Linked DNA regions of Zea mays: region 1 is linked to region 2. The links are chromatin contacts, called in public Hi-C maps. All regions are on one chromosome and are shown on one strand. The core of a region is the stretch at or near the end of the contact, and the rest is flanking DNA. Distances in the headings are between cores, read along the strand shown.

Region 1 (2,914 bases), core at 95-2,594, 260 kb before region 2:
ATTCTATGTGAAGAATGTAAAGGTTTCGTGTACTTCGATCTGCATTTGGAGCAATGTATCTGCCACCATCTCTATCCACATCAAGTTACAACGTGAACTCAGTGCGATCATTAATCTAGGCAAGCATGTATTAATAAACATGACAACATCAACAACAAATAGGTGTTATTTTTGTATTTAGACTGATTGTAATTACTGCACACATCAAGCGTACCCTAAAGTACATGAACACATTGAAGCTCACCAATACATTGAAGCTCACAAATAATTTGGTTGTTTCCTAAATCAATAAATGAATACATTGAAGCTCACAAATAACAAAAATATCTTGATGAAACCAACTCGAGTTGGTTTTCATCTTAACGAACAACACAATTCTGCATAACTAAAATTTCCTTGTGAAGATAGATGCACCCAAGCTTACCTAGTCAGAACAATTTTCTTTAGAATGATCCGATTTGGATCCACACTTTTTAGCGAACCTACAGCTGCAATGGTAGATTGCTCGCCATCTCTGTTCTTCAAAACTATTAGAGGAAGTGGAAGGAAGGAAATTGAAGCATATACAGAGGCAACGGAAAACCAGCCATGGTGCAGAAATCTCTCCATCTTATGTTTATTGCAGTTGATGTTGTCGGATGAAAACAATGGCCTAAATATAGAAACGAGCAGTGAGATACCTTCCAAGGGTCAAAAGATAAATATATATCTCCTAACAGTAAAAATTGAACTTCTATTACCTTACCGTAAATTGCCGGAATCCAACATTGAAAATCAAAGGCTCCTTAGATTTGATAGGAGCTTCGTAAGAGTCGTGTTTCTTATGCTGCGAAAGAAAAAAAAAGAAAGAGGTATGCTAAGCTCAAGCAGCATGCTACATCAATATTCGCTTGTATTTCAAAAGTACATTATAGCTTTCTTATATCTGGATGGGTATGAGATTGGCACCTGGTGGCCGAAGCAGATGCCGAGGATGCGCTTGACGGTGGCGTGGAGGCAGCATAGCTCCTGGAGATTACGATCCCGTCGAAGCCGGCCACCTTGGCATCGGTGCGGAGCTCCCCGCGGACGGCGCAGTAGAAGTGCGTGCGGAACACGGTGGAGAAGCCATCACCAATGCGCGTAGAACGCCGCCGTCACCTCGTCCCCGCGCACGACAACATTGGCCCGCTGCAGGACCTCCTCGTCGCGCCGCACGTCCTCCATGGACCACGGCTGGGATCTCCAGCGGGGTAGGACGACGGTGTTGGGGAGAGGGCGACAGCATGGGCGTCCGGAGGACGACGAAGAGCGGCAGGCAGTGGTGGCTCGGATTTGGGGGCAGAGGTGAGGGACGAAACAGGTGGTTTGGGGTGGGGCGCCGATGGAGGGGCACAGATGGGGCGCGACGCGTGGATGGGATCGCTGATGGCTGTCAGCGGGTGGGGGCGCGAATCACGGACGCAAGAGCGAGGATGGCATCCTCGACGGCTGTCAGCGGGGCAGGGACGCGAACCACGGGACAAGGGCATGGTGTAGTAGTGTGGACGCCTACACTGTAGACTTATAGAGTAGTAGAGATTCTGTCTCGGAACCGTCGCTCCCGCGCGTGAGTGAGGCTATCCATTTTTGCTCTCCTTTACCTAGGCACGCAAAAATGCATATCTTAAAGCATCTCTAATAGCTCCTAATATTTTTAGGTTTAAACTTTGTTTTAGGAAAAAAGTAGAAATTGATATCCTGATTGTTACTAGTGATCAATAGTGATTAGTGCTCCTAATACAAGAGCAAGCACTTCGTCCCAAGACACATTCAAAGCTTCCAAGCTTCTCCAAGTACCATAATTATGACTAGTGATCATTAGTGATTAGTGCCTTGGAAAGTCTAGAGAGAGTGTGATCTTGTGTTTTTCTTGTTGCTCTTGCTGCGTGGCTTTCTTAATCGTTCTTTCTTCATCTCCTTCTAAACTCTTAAGTGACTTGTAAAGCTAGCAAAAGACACCAAATTGTGTGATGATCCTTGCGAGTCTAAGTGATCCTCGAGATTAAGAAGAAACACTCAACCGGTCTGAGTGACCGTTTGAGAGAGGGAAAGGGTTGAAAGAGACCTGGCTTACGTGGCCATTAATGCATAGCACTACTATCGGAGAGGGAATTCTCCAACCGGGTGGCGGAATGCACCCGCCCTAAATCCTAAGATGAGGAAGGGGCTTAAGCCTTTTGCCTATCTTGCTAAGCGATCACCGAGCACATGAACACGCGAGGATTTAGAGTGGTTTGAGCCGCCGGAGCGTAGTACCCTACTCCATTGTGTGTTGGATTGCTATGGAAGCTTGAGTGTTGAGAGTCTGAGTCTATTTGTGTCACGTGCCCTCCCTTTTATAGCTCAAGGGGGGCACGTACAAAGACCCTGAACCCCGACATGTGGGCCCAGGGACATAACGGATGGAATACCCGGAGCAACTAATGTCAGTCACCTTGTGTAATCTCCCTGTGCCCCGATATCCGCCGCTTGAGTAGCGTTGGCGTGCAGCAGAAGGTTCCCCGACATCGTATAAGTCATGATGACCATCGCACGTGTAGCGGTATGGGCGAACTGCCCAATGTCTGATTGGACAGGCACGCCGCCTGTAGGGTGGTCTGCTCGTCGCCTGCCATTAGAGTGGACGAGGCACATTAAATGCTAAGACGGCACATCGCTTGTTTGTAGGGCGGACAGGCGACGCGTCTTCTCCGCAATAAATGCATAGATCGCATGGCCCAGAGGCCTTACGTTAGGCTCTGTCCGCCGGCTTACGTCACGGGCAATAGGCCACGTGGCAGCACCGGGTCCCCGCCTGAGCAGGGAGCGGAAGCACACTGGGCAAGACCCTGACAAGTGTCTGCGCCGGACCCCTGTATGTCCTTGACTTAGGCCAGGGTATTCTTCGTCCTGG
Region 2 (3,109 bases), core at 573-3,072:
AACAACAGTAAACTAAAAATTTCAGATAGTTTTTCTTCATACATCAATATCGTACCGAGAAAACATAAAACATCACACTTTTAGTACTTCACATGAAAACGTAACAACACCGCTTTAGAAGAAACATGCTAACTTTAGTTAGCAGCAAAGGAAACTATCTTTTAGCATGTGATATTTATCTCATTAGTTCCACTCCTTGCCATCAGACACACGCCTCCCTGCCAATATCATCTGATGATGTGCGGTCATGTGGCACTTCTAGAGTTATCTTCATTGTTGACAGACAGCAGAATGCACTTTTATTTTTCTAGGCCAAAGTAAATCTTGGTAAAGTATTGTTTTCAAGTCAAGTTTCTCCCCATAATATGAAAGACGACAATAGCGAAAGGGCCTCTAGCGTAATGGTTAAGGCTTCCGAGTAGCACCTCCAGGTCTCGGGTTCAATTCCACTCGGGGGCGAATTTCGAGCTTGGTTAAAAAAATCCCCTCGTTGTGCCCCCGTCTGCTCTCTGGTTACGTCCTACGCGCCACCATCCGGCTAGGCCATTGCAGAGTGGCGGGTGACGGCCCGCTAGTGATGGGGGGCCAGGGTTCGGGGATTTTCTTGGCTGGGACCATTTTCGGTCTCTTCTTAATATAATACCGGGAGGACGGTCTTTCCCTCTCTGGCCGAGTTTTTTTTTAATATGATAGATGACAGTTGAAATTTTATGGATATAAGACTTCAAGGAGAATAGTCCCTCTGCACTGTATAAAGCATACTGAAGTCATCATTCTGTTAATACTCTGTGTGCACGGATTTTTATTCAGTTTCCTAGGAAGAGTTATAATGTAAATTCAGGATCCCAAGGGTAGAACAATCAGAACTAGAACTTGAAACTATTAATAACCTAACTCTTCTGACCGCCCACTTGATTTACTCTTAAAGGTACTTTCTAGTACTTTGGCAGTCACAGGCACCAATCATCACAACCCAGCACGACATACAAATTAGTTAAAGCTTGTCCATTGAAAAAGAGTACAAGAAGCATGAATCATGGGATTAGGTAGAAGGTATGCATAACGAGAAGAGGGGAAATGTCAAGTTGGAGCTTAACTTTTTGCTTTTCAGGGCACATCAAAAAACTTTTCTGTACTAAGGCACTAACGGAGATTTCGCAGCACAATTCAACAACCAGTGTCACATAAAAATGTGAATTCTTACCATGGGAGGTTTGAAGGGATAATCACGAGGAAACACGATGTCAAGGAAAAATATCCCTCGTTCATATGGCGATCCTGCAAGACGTAAATTATGTGTCAATTCAACCCGCACTTACTTATAACCCATGCTTATTTGACAACCCAACTTACAGCACCTACTCTAAAAATAGCAGCAGCCATTATTTTTTTTTTTAAAAAAAACAGCTAGTTGAAGTGAAACTGCCATCTAGTGCAGTAAAATTTCCACGAGGTTTCACCTGCCTCTAACGAATCGAGAAGCGTAGAGGAGGGAGTTCTTACCTTGGGGCCCGAAGATGGTGGAGAGCCAGTGGTACAGGTTGTCGCCCTTGGGCCCCGCGGAGCAGTCGGAGGCGTTGAGGTCCAGCAGCTCCTTCTGTATCCGTTTCCCAGATGAAGACACCGACGTCCCGCCGGTCGACCCCCACGGCCGCACGCTGCTCCCGCCTCCACCGGCACCGCGTCTGCTGCCGGGGGCCCTGGCGCCGGCGGCGAAGGGGAAGCGGGAGGTGGGGAAGGAAGAGGACGAGGACATGCCCACCGGCAAGTCACCGCGGCCCGCGGGACTTTACTGTCGAAATCCACCGTCGAAAGAAGATCTAATGGCTGCCAGCGTTCCCACCCAAAGGCATTGGGTTTCCACCCGTGAAGACATTGGGTGGAATGGAAACCCAAGACTAGAGTGGTATTTACATGCTAATTATATACGAGTGGTATTTTGGACAGGGCTAACTATGGTCTTTTGTGGACCAATGGTACAAGTGAAATGGCCTATACTTACACTGAATGTTCAGTAGTAGCACAGATTGCTGGAGCACAAAAATCTGATGTGCTTTCAATGATTCAAACTTTGTTTGACACCTGTAGACTTGTGCTTCGGAAATGGAACAAGCAAATCTGATGTGTACTTTGCTCTGGTAAACTGTTGTGTGCTTGTAACAATAACTTTGTGTGTGGGAATCTGATACGTGCTCGTTATCGTTATCCGTCAGTATATTACTGAATGAGTACCTGTAGTGTGCCAAATTTGCAGATTATTTAGGAGCTGTGTGCAGCCTTAACATAACGATGGATAGATTATAATGCTATCTCCTGTGACGTTGCATAAACCTAACTTCAAATTTCACAAAGGATTGCATGGCTGCATTGATAACCTTTTTCCCTTCGTGTCGGTCTTCTCTGTCTCCCATCTGCATTCTATTTTGCTTTGCAGACACATGAGCTGCTACGTATGAACTGCTGTAAAATACTTGAGATATACCCCAAAATATCCAACCAGCAGTTCACTTAAACCATATGCATACGGCTGAAAATCTAAATACTATGCAGGTGTACAAATCATTTGGAACTTCCAAGTTTCAACATTTCAGAGAGGTCTCGGATTGTCACAGCTCAATTTTCCGAGTTGACAGTCAAAATTGATGATTTGACGAAATACTGATTCCTAGGCCAACAAATCTTGGGATAAGATTACATGGCATCTACCTGAATACAGCAGACCCAAATGGGTCACTAGTCACTACAGTATCTAATGACAAGATCCACGATAAATTGCGGGCATCTCATCCAAAATGTGACATGGTTACAATGTTTTACATCACTACAAATAGAATGGGCAGCAACAATGTGGCTACTAGGTGAGTCAACCAGCAGGTTTTGGATTTTGAAGCAAAACTGTCTGGGCTTACAGGCCCAGAGGCCGTTCCGCCGTTGGCGCCAGTGCTACAGATAGGAGCAAATTACATCGTCATTACAATGCACAAAATAAGTTTAGAGCCTATAACACGAAATGGTGCAGTGGAATTACCTTCCAGCGAAAACGCATGAACCATGGCCTGCAAGAAATCCAGGGAAATTTAGATCGGGCTCACATTATTAACATGGTATA

Evidence for each region. A called contact is a pair of places that touch in the nucleus more often than the background predicts.
Region 1: a contact with region 2 is called in a Hi-C map of tassel, with 2.5 times the contacts expected there. The contact joins the promoter of LOC107457595 here to the promoter of LOC100282225 in region 2. A contact is called at or near these places in 3 of 25 Hi-C or Micro-C datasets (ear, leaf and tassel).

The regions. Positions count from the first base shown.
Region 1 is chr2:214,005,622-214,008,535 of Zm-B73-REFERENCE-NAM-5.0, reverse strand. LOC107457595 (P-loop containing nucleoside triphosphate hydrolase superfamily protein) reads right to left here and starts at 1,344. Exons shown (of 3, transcript NM_001321613.1): 1 at 949-1,344; 2 at 746-826; 3 at 269-652. The coding sequence starts at 768. The coding sequence ends at 421.
Region 2 is chr2:213,747,877-213,750,985 of Zm-B73-REFERENCE-NAM-5.0, reverse strand. It overlaps LOC100282225 (ubiquitin-conjugating enzyme E2 E3), which reads right to left and starts at 1,822. Exons shown (of 4, transcript NM_001155137.2): 1 at 1,504-1,822; 2 at 1,205-1,278. The coding sequence starts at 1,756. LOC100192598 (putative O-Glycosyl hydrolase superfamily protein) reads right to left here. Exons shown (of 5, transcript NM_001137813.1): 4 at 3,029-3,056; 5 at 2,642-2,943. The coding sequence ends at 2,814.